Linked DNA regions of Zea mays: all the other regions are linked to region 2. Evidence: chromatin contacts called from public Hi-C data. All regions are on one chromosome and are shown on one strand. The core of a region is the stretch at or near the end of the contact, and the rest is flanking DNA. Distances in the headings are between cores, read along the strand shown. Region 1 holds the start of LOC100194192. Region 2 holds the start of LOC103630632 (RING/U-box superfamily protein). Region 3 holds the start of LOC100381534.

The links. A called contact is a pair of places that touch in the nucleus more often than the background predicts.
Region 1: a Hi-C map of leaf shows a contact between it and region 2, with 4 times the contacts expected there. The contact joins the promoter of LOC100194192 here to the promoter of LOC103630632 in region 2. A contact is called at or near these places in 2 of 25 Hi-C or Micro-C datasets (ear and leaf).
Region 3: a Hi-C map of leaf shows a contact between it and region 2, with 4 times the contacts expected there. The contact joins the promoter of LOC100381534 here to the promoter of LOC103630632 in region 2. A contact is called at or near these places in 2 of 25 Hi-C or Micro-C datasets (ear and leaf).

The regions. Positions count from the first base shown.
Region 1 is chr1:2,771,543-2,775,034 of Zm-B73-REFERENCE-NAM-5.0, forward strand. It overlaps LOC100194192, which reads right to left and starts at 1,861. Exons shown (of 2, transcript NM_001139237.1): 1 at 1,495-1,861; 2 at 621-1,409. The coding sequence starts at 1,809. The coding sequence ends at 819. It overlaps LOC100194370 (putative RING zinc finger domain superfamily protein), which reads left to right. Exons shown (of 12, transcript NM_001279938.1): 12 at 1-62.
Region 2 is chr1:2,554,086-2,557,225 of Zm-B73-REFERENCE-NAM-5.0, forward strand. It overlaps LOC103630632 (RING/U-box superfamily protein), which reads right to left and starts at 1,695. Exons shown (of 6, transcript XM_008651687.3): 1 at 1,469-1,695; 2 at 1,159-1,259; 3 at 460-1,077; 4 at 66-360. The coding sequence starts at 1,660. LOC109943576 reads right to left here and starts at 2,654. Exons shown (of 3, transcript XM_023301381.1): 1 at 2,210-2,654; 2 at 1,828-2,117; 3 at 1,704-1,771. The coding sequence starts at 2,077. The coding sequence ends at 1,704.
Region 3 is chr1:2,735,644-2,738,754 of Zm-B73-REFERENCE-NAM-5.0, forward strand. It overlaps LOC100381534, which reads left to right and starts at 1,853. Exons shown (of 3, transcript NM_001368193.1): 1 at 1,853-2,516; 2 at 2,904-3,111. The coding sequence starts at 1,935.

The sequences.
Region 1 (3,492 bases), core at 611-3,110, 220 kb after region 2:
TGTTTGTGTCACTGACTGGAGTGAAGACCATCTCCAGCAATTCCTCCCATATTTCACTGACTAGAGAGAGTAGCATAGAAAGTGTACATAAATACACAATGCATTCCAGAGACGCTACGCATGTGTATTATACAAGTTGACAGGTACGCAAACACATACATGGAGTGTTCATACGTAATAGCATCTGGACACTGGTGATCGGTGGGACGGGGATAAATAAGGTTGCCAAGGTCAGCCTCGCCGCCGGCCACCACGTACGGCCGTGCTCCGTCAAGCCAGCCAGTATAGCATCACCCCGATGCAGACAACACACACACCACCAAGCTAACGGATATAGTCATATCTCTAAACCCTAATTGTTTTTACATTATATATGTGTCCATCTTGTGGCTTTGTCTGATTCTGTGGGTTATCACTACCAAGTTCTAGCTTCATTAGGAAAAGGTTCTTTCTAAATAGCCCTAAAGACAAAACTAGTCGTTACACCCCATTATATTCGCAGAGTCGGAGCATCCATCAGACATACTCGGTGCTCACCAACTCACGCCAATAAGGCAACTCAGCATCCAAAGATAGAAGAGGTGGTCCACTACTAATTGCTAGACAAACATATATATAGTAGGAAATATATAGGCATGTTCCATTTTTGATGATTAAATTAATAATGGACTTAATTATACATTACATATGTTGTATATATGGATGTGGATGGAGACTTAATTGTACATACAATTTTAGAACGGTACGTACGTAGGGCGGCGCTTCTTCACTCGCACGCCTCCTCCATGCATGCTCTGGTAGTGGTAGTGCTAGCTAGGCTAGCTAGCGAGCGAGCACTCTGGGTACAAGGAGCGATCCTTGGTGTAATCCTGGCAGTAGTAGTAGACCATGGAGGTCTGCTGCGCCCAGCGCATGGCGTCCCGCTGCTGCACGCTAAGTCCGGCGCCGGCGGGGGACGCCGGCACGGGACGGCACTGGGCGGGCGCGGCGGCCTCGCATCCGGCGGTCCTGAACCCCCGGAATCCTGCCAGGAAGGGCTGGTAGCTGTAGTCGGCCCTGTAGCGGCCTCCGTCGGTGGCCCAGTCGGAGGCGTCCCAGATGGAGCCGTACGCCCACATCTGGCGGTCGGGGAAGAACGGCGCACTGGCGGCGGCGTAGCGCCTGATGGGGACGTCGTCGACGAGGAAGACGATCTGGTCGGGGTTCCAGAGGATGGCGTAGTGGTGGAAGTCGGCGGCCGGGTCGAACCAGAGGTGGAAGCGCATCTCCCGCCCCACGAGGCGCGCGCCGTCGCCGGTGCCCCGCACGTACACGTTGGTCTGCAGCGTGTAGGGCTCCCCCGGCACGGTGCCCAGCAGCTCCATGTCGATCTCGTCGTGCCTCCCAGGGTACAGCTCGTTGTTGGACAGCTGCATGGGTGCATCATGTCATGGGCTATTAGCTAGCTGCATGCATGCGCTAGCTGGTAGAGATCAATCGAGGACGCGTACGTACGTAGAAGGCGGTGTTGACGCCGGCGGTGTAGCCCGGCTGCACCTTGATGGAGACGCCGAAGTAGCCGTTCCGGTACGAGCGCTTGGACTTGAACCCGCTGCCTGAGGTGCGGTCCATCAAGAGCGTCAGCGCCATCCTGTCCTGCGACAGCGTCTGGTGCTGCGGCCCCCACAGGTTGTCGTATCCATCCGAGAAGGCCATGGGCCTCACTGTGGAGCTCGGGAAGTAGCCCGGCGAAGGTTGCGCCGCTGCCGCCCGTGGATGGACATGGACGAGCAGCAACAGCAGCACGGCAGCAACAATGGACATCGTCATCTCGCAATAATTAATGCAAAGCAAGAAGAGCTGCTAGCTAGCTTCGGTCGCACGCTGAATGCAGTGTCGTCCATCTCGATCGTGAAGCAGAGCTATATAACACAGGCGTAAAGAGAGGCATGCACAGGCAGCCCACAGAGAGAGAAGAAGCGGTTGGTGACCGTTAATTGATGAGCGCGCGCGTAACTAACCAATAACACAGGCGGATCGGAGACAGTTGACGATCGCATTGCTAGCTCGCAAATAATCCACCGTACAGCAGCTAGCTAGTACGTAAAGGGACTTTATTTCTTCTTGTTCATTCATCTAGTATAGTTGCATGCATATATGTGTGCTTTCCACTGGTAGAAAAGGGCTCAAAGGCTGCAAGTCGATTGCATGTAAAAATCCATAATTTCTGAACAAACCGTCTATAGTAATCGATTTCTAGTGGCGGTTTTCTTTACCACCGCCACTAGATATCATTTTTATCATTAATTTTTCGAGTTTTTAAAACGACGTCGTATGACAAAGCCACCAAAATAAATGTTGTAGTTCTCTAAAAGTTATAAAACTTTGTAGTTGACAACTTTTTTATTTGAACTTATTTCGGTTCTAAAAAATTGAATCTAAGTATGTCAAATTTAAAATTCAAATTTTGCAAACTAGCTTAGATGAAAAAAGTGTCAAAATAGAAGTTGTAGAAATTCAAAAGTTATTCAACTTTGTAGTTGACAATTTTTTATATAAATTCGTTTACGGTCTCAAACAATCAATTTACATTCAAATGGTTGTAATATATATGTGGACAAAAAATACTACAAATTATACACAAAACATGCCATAGACAGAGTGGTAGTGGAGGATATGCGCGAGGGTGGGGTCGACAGTTTGAATCCTAACAACCGCGTAGCGCGCGAAAAATGTTGCAACTTGCGACTTAAATAATTTTTTACTGTTTTTAAAACCCGTTTAATATTTCTGAAAATAATTTTCACTGGCGGATTTATTACGTCGACCGCAAGTGAAAATCGATTTCTACTGACGGTTTTCTTTAACTCAACTAGCGGTCCTCAGTTACTGACCTGTAAAATTGATAATTTTTACTGGCCTCTAACACCGACGATTTAAAAAAACGCTAGTGAAAAAAGATTTACAATCGTTGCTATAGAGCTTCTTTGTATTAGTGTTCAGCGCAGTGCGTGCAGTGACTTATTTCTTGTTCGTTATTGCGTGCGTCGCGATCTTGTGAACTCTGAAAATTAATCCTAAATCATCGCATGCATGCCCTATAATTCCCTTTGGCGACCGAAAAGAAAGAACTGTAGCATATCTTTGGGAATCGAATCCAATCCAATCACTAGCCAACCACTGCATGTCAAGTCAGGTTACTACAGTCAGCTTGCTATCCAATTTGACTGCCAATCGATGCACTTTTGTCTGGTTGAATATATGAATGCGTTAGCACGTCGTCTTCACCATCTCGCATGCATGTAAGAGTCTGCTATATATTAACATGTATCATAAAAAATATAACAGATCTGCTAATTTTTGGGACTCTCAATTTTTCGATGCTAATGTGCGAGCGCACATGCCTAGTCTCGACTAGTGCTGGGAATTGGGCCGTGCCGGGCCGGCCCGGCCCAAGCCCATCGTGCTTCGTGCCAAACGGGTTCGGGCCAAGAAAGCTCAAACAATTTTTGG
Region 2 (3,140 bases), core at 445-2,944:
ACATTTACATTTATTTGGAAATTATGTGTGTGCTGACTGAATGAATGAACGAACGAATGGCTTACTACAAATTCAGAACGGTGGTGCATGGTTTGCTGAGCCCACTGACGTTGCTGTGTTCGGTCTGCTGGCGACAAAGCTGAAGACGACGACTGAGGTGCAGTGTCACTGTCACCTCGATTCTGTTCGTCTATTATTCTGATTTCAATATGATCTTCGTTGCGTGATGAACCAGGTCCAGTGGTTGCTGGTATCTGCCCCTCCAAATTCCACTCATGTTCTTGCCTCTGGACATAAGACCGAATGAGCTGGTCAAGACTTTCCCGGAAGCCACTGCTGAGAAGATTTGACACGCTTCGCCTACAAAAATTTAAAATATATATATATATAAATGAACTATACATACATACATGAATACATACATACATACATACTGCATACATACATAAGGAAAAATACCTGCTCAAGAGCTCTCTGAGTTCAACTCCATAGACATCACCGTCTGCTGGACGAAGCCTGTTCGTGTTTCTGCTCGAAGCGAAACCGTGTCCAGCTGGCTGCCAGTTTGGTCTAGGCTCCTGAGAATCAATAACGAGCCATTCTTCGTCGTCATCTCCATGTACAAAGGTGTTGCCATCTCCATCTCCATCCTCGATGCCGGATGCATCCCTGCTTGACCATGCCAAACCAATCTGTTCTTGTCCTCCTCTGCGAGTTTCAGCTTCCCGCTGCAACGCGTTGTTGCTAGGGAAGGCGTAGCTACTAGAATAATGGTGACTGTCCTGTTCCGAGGAGGACCCTGAATATCGACCTGTCTGTTCTTGAGCAAAGTCGTGAGATCTATCAGCCACGTTGTCTTCGGTACGTGAACCTTCATCTTGTTGCACGGATTCTTGTGTCAGGATTTCATACCCAACGGTTGCGTTCTCATCCTCACTGATTGCGAACTGCTGAGGTGTTGCACTGGCGTCGTCATACTCATTATCGGTAGGATTGGTTGGAGTAGACAATGCCACCACCAAAGCTGACTGATGGCTACTAGTGATGCTTCTTTCTGCTCCAGAGCGAACTTCTTCCCTAGGCAAGAACAATATGTTGTCAGCAATCAAATGGCAAAAATAATAGTATCCAAGATCAGGACATCATACTGTCTGTTACCTCACTGTAGAGACAGGATGACTCTGCCTAAGCTGTCCTGAGATCGGCCTCTCATCATTCATAGACCTTCCGCTACGCAAGGATCGACCTCGTAGAAAAGACTGGAAAAACAATAACGCTCAATTCCATGAAATGCTATACAAGACAATAATCTCAGCTAATTCTCCACAAAAAAAGGCGTTCTTTGCATCGATATCGTTCAGAAGCAAGACGAAAATGTTCGGTTTCGGAGACGATGGAAGGAGAAGAAGAAAATGAAAGCATTGGACCAAGTAAAAGATTGACGTTTGACAGGGGTTTTGGCCTTGACCTGAATGCGGCCGCGGTGAGCGAAGGCGGAGACGGCGCGGTGCTCGGAGAGGCCCTGCAGCTCTCGCTGGCGTTCCACGGCCATGCGCGTCACGACGACGTCGGCGCGCGCCTGCGGCCGGCCGCGCAGCCTGCTGGGCGCCGGCTCCTCCTCCTCGTCCTCCTCATCCCTATGGTAGCCCTGGCAGGCCATGCGGACGCGCTCGCGCACGGAGCGCACCCGCTCGCGCTCGCTCTCACCCAGCCACTCCTCGGCGCCGGCGCCGGCGCCGCGCGAGGGCGACGTGGTGGACGCCGCCGCCCACTCCCTGGCGATCCGCCTGACGAGCGCGCGCTCGGGAGACCGCGGGCGCCGCCTGCCGCCGTCCCCGCCGTGGAGGAAGGAGGCGTCGAGCATGGAGACGGCGTGGAGGCGCGCGAGCGCGAGGAGCTCGGACTCGCGGTCGCGGCGGTCGAGGTCCAGCGTGGTGAGCACCATCTGCTCGCACGCCTGCTGCTGCCGGCGCCGCGCGGCGGCCCTCTGCTGCGCGATGACGACCCTCGACGCCGCGTGCGACGAGGTCTCGCCGCCGGCGCAAGATCGAGTCTTGGCGCGGACGTTGTCGTCCATGGTGATCAGGACCAGCGCGGGTAGGCGGGGTCGCTGTCACCTGTCAGGGCGGTACAGTAGTGGGGAGAGGGAAGAATACGTATAAGTAGAGGCGCGGCGGAGGAGGAGGAAGAAAGTGGTTGGTGGGGATACCATTCCTCGATCGCTGGCGGGAGGAAGCGGTGCTTGGGAGCGAGTGCGCTCGAGAGAGAAGAGAAGAGATGGAGTAAATCCCGAGGTGGTGGAGCGACGAGACGCACGCAGTGTCTAGCGGTCGGCCGGCGGTGTGCAGGCATGCTCGCAGTCTCTCCCTAGTCCCTACTACCTTCCTCTTCCGCGCCGTAGAGAAGCCGACAAATCCGCCTGCCTCCAATGGGCAATGGCGGCATCCCTGGCTAGGGAGCAAGACCTAGCAAATGGGCCATGCATGCATGCCATGCTCATCTAGCTCACTCACTGATGATTGTGATTGATCCGATCCGATCCAATACAATTGATACGTGTGATGATGGGTCACCTCTGGTTCACTGTTTATTTTAAGAAGCATGAAACTTGCATCATCTTCACGCTCTCTCTGGCTATGCAGCTTCTGTCCTTTGTGATTGTTGTTTCTCCGTGAGACCCACCCATTGCCGCGGTATGAACAGTTGAGATTGAGAGGAGACCAGCAGGAGGAAACACCGGGTCGGTGGTGTCTTGTTTTGGGTGTCTGCTGCACTGCCATTCACGTGGACGGAATGGAAGCAGGAGAGGGCGTGAGAGCCGACGCTGCTGTCCCCCCGCCCACCTTACATTCGCTACGATTTCAGGGACGACGGCGATTTGAATGCCGAGTTCCGAGGTGATCAATCGAGTACTCCTACATCAATCAGATCACGACCCATGCACTGCCCTCCGATCATGTCAAGGTTCATGCCTCTATCTACTGTTTCAGTTTAATTCAGAGACCAAAGCCAGCAGCTATCGACGGAAGCCGATAGCGATACCAAGCGCCGCGGCCTCATCAGCAGCCAGTTTGGCTGGCCGGTCGGTAGGTCTAGGGGTGTTTGAATACATAACTGTTTATGTCGATCTAGGCCGGCGT
Region 3 (3,111 bases), core at 603-3,102, 180 kb after region 2:
TCGGTGGTATATACATTTGTATATTCATCATCTGAACTATCGCGCCTCAATAGATGTATCTTATGGTTATCCAATTTTGAAACCTGTTTACTTCAGCTTTCACGGGCCTAAGCCCGCATGTGCAATTGCACTAATGAAAGAACTAGGTGTCGTCTAATTTCTCTTTTAAGTAAGATCACAACTCATTATAAGCCATCCCTGCTAGCTATTTGTTTGCGACATGGATCTGAAAGCATAGGTTTCTAGTGTCCCAAAACTTCCAGATATAGTCATTAACCGATTCTTCGGACCCCTATCGGACTGAAGCTAAATCTGCTAATTCTAACTCATGTTCTCCTGAGAAAAAGTGTTCATGATTTTTCTGCTCTAATTCCTCCTAAGAGTTAGGTGGCAGGGTTGCGTACCGTGCGAGTGCAATACCGGTCAAGGATAGCAATAATAAATGGACACGGTAGGCTTCCCTACCAACAGCAATTCTCTCGGGTGTGTTAAGAACTGGCTTATGTGCTCATGCGTGCTATTCCCGCCTTCACCGGAATATTTAGAGAAATCTGGTATCCTAGTCTAATGCGGCGTAAAATTGGCGACTATAAGGTTTTTGATACGACTGCCTCGCGCCTGACACACTAACACCGAGTTTGTCTCTGAACAACCCGGCTACCTCATCCCTATTCTTTTCCACCATGTCTAGTGACCATCCATTAAGTTTGGGATAAAATCGTAGGTTGTGTGACATTATTTTGTCGGATTCCTCCAAAGGATGTTCAAAATATGTGTTAGGTGTCATATTAATGCCACCTCCTTCTGCTCTTATATCTCTCGGGCTCTCTGGTGGCCAAAGAATATTCGGTCCTCCTGGACACATAAGGTGGCATGACATGGTTATAATATGTTGTCGGTGGGATAGCATAGTGCTGATGCGATGGTGTAAAAACCAACATAATGTGCAGCTCCTTGTTCTGCGTACGTGTACCCGAACGATCCGGTTTAAGGGCCGGACGGACCGTGACGGGACTGAATGGTCCGAGGTTATACCCGAACGGTCTGACCATATATGGTACCACCTGGGTGGTCTGCACGAGCTTGTATAGGGTCGGTCGATCCGATATATTATGTCGGATGGTCCGCGACGTAGCCAGACAGTCCGACGTAAGGGGTCGGACGATCCGTGACCGGATTGAACGATCCGGGGGTATACCCAGACGGTCTGGTCGTATATGGTGCTACCGCTACCTGGTATGTGTAGGGTCAGACGGTCCGGCGAAATATGTCGTACGGTCCACGATGTTACCGGACTGTCCGAGATGACTCGCGAACGATTCTGTTATGTCCAGAGTCGGTCGCGTGCCTTGCAGCGACGACAACTGTGATGGGGACACGAGCGTGTGTATCGGCATACCATACGATAGGTGGGCCAAGGATGATCCATTTGTAGCCGATGCGAGTTTTAATACATACTACCTAATTGTCCATGGTTTGCTATGATTGTTATACATCATACAAATAAGTATTGATATATTTATCAAATACAATTATTGTTTATTTCTAAATACTAAGGTATATGTGCTCTGCTGATTAGTCCCAAAAATTTAGAGAAAAGAGGTGCGGGTTCGAGCGCTCGCGCTGCACTATCCTATTCTAAGCTCTGCACTATCCGATTCTAAGCGAGATCTAAATTTCTACGGATATGTTAGAATAAAAATAAGTATTTCTGCTCGAGTTAATCTGATCAGGACCCTCGTTACGCGCACTCAGGGGTTCCCGGATGTGAAATATGGTGGTTAACATAAGCCAGAGTAGAGTTTTACCCTAAACAAAGATATGCTCAGACTTGGAACGCTCAGCAAGGAAGGCGAAAAAACGTAGTCTACGACGACGGACAGCACAGCAGCCGAACCAGCAAAGCGAGCTCCGTCCACCCTCGCGCTTTCGCCATGAGAGATCCCAAGCCGAGGAGGAGCCAAGCAGCGCGCACCCTGGCTGCCAGGCTGCGGAAACACTCCACCTTGCTTCTCCTCCTGCTCTGGTTCGCCCTCTCCCTCGCCCTCTTCCTCTCCGCCACGCCGCCTTCCGCCGCGCCGCTCCGCCGCTCCTCCTCCTTCCTCCGCTCCAAGCCCCGCGCCCTCGCCGCCACCACCACCGACGCAGCCGCCGTGGCACCCCGCGTCCGGATCTACGTCTACGACCTCCCCGCCCGCTTCAACCGCGACTGGGCGGCCGCCGACGCGCGGTGCTCGCGCCACCTCTTCGCGGCCGAGGTGGCGGTGCACGAGGCGCTGCTGGCCTACGCCGGCCGCGCAGCGCGCCCCGAGGACGCCGACCTCTTCTTCGTCCCCGTCTACGTCTCCTGCAACTTCTCCACGCCCAACGGCTTCCCCTCGCTGTCGCACGCCCGAGGTTTGCTCGCCGACGCCGTCGACCTCGTCCGGGCCCGGATGCCGTACTGGAACCGCTCCGCCGGGGCCGACCATGTCTTCGTCGCGTCCCACGACTTCGGCGCCTGCTTCCATCCCATGGTGAGCGTGCCCCGCGAAAATCTCCGACTTTGGCTCCGTTTGTTGCGTGCTGCTCGCGCGCCTAAATCTCCTGCGTGCAAATACGAAAATTGCAAGTAACAAGTCATGCTAATTTGCTCCCGCTCTGGCTTGGAATGGCAGTCACGCGGCTTACCTAGTTGCTAGTTCTGAATCCAAACCCGATGCATTTTTTAATTGATACCAAATTGGGCTGAGGCCAGCTAATAATTTCCTACCCCTGCTATCTGGAGTTCATCTTGCGGTGTGACAATGGAGCTCACGGCTCAGTTTAGAATTTAACAACTGACTGAACACACCTTGCTGATCCTCTGCTTATTTAAGGGAACCCTATTTCACTGAAAAAAGAAAGTTCCTTCTTTTAATCAGGAGGACGTAGCCATCGCCGACGGCATACCAGAGTTCCTGAAGAGGTCCATCCTGCTACAGACATTTGGTGTCCAAGGCCATCACGTATGTCAGGAGGTGGAGCATGTTGTGATCCCACCTCATGTGCCGCCCGAGGTGGCTCACGAACTACCGGAGCCAGAGAAGGCTCAGAGGGACATTTTTGCCTTCTTTCGAGGCAAGATGGAGG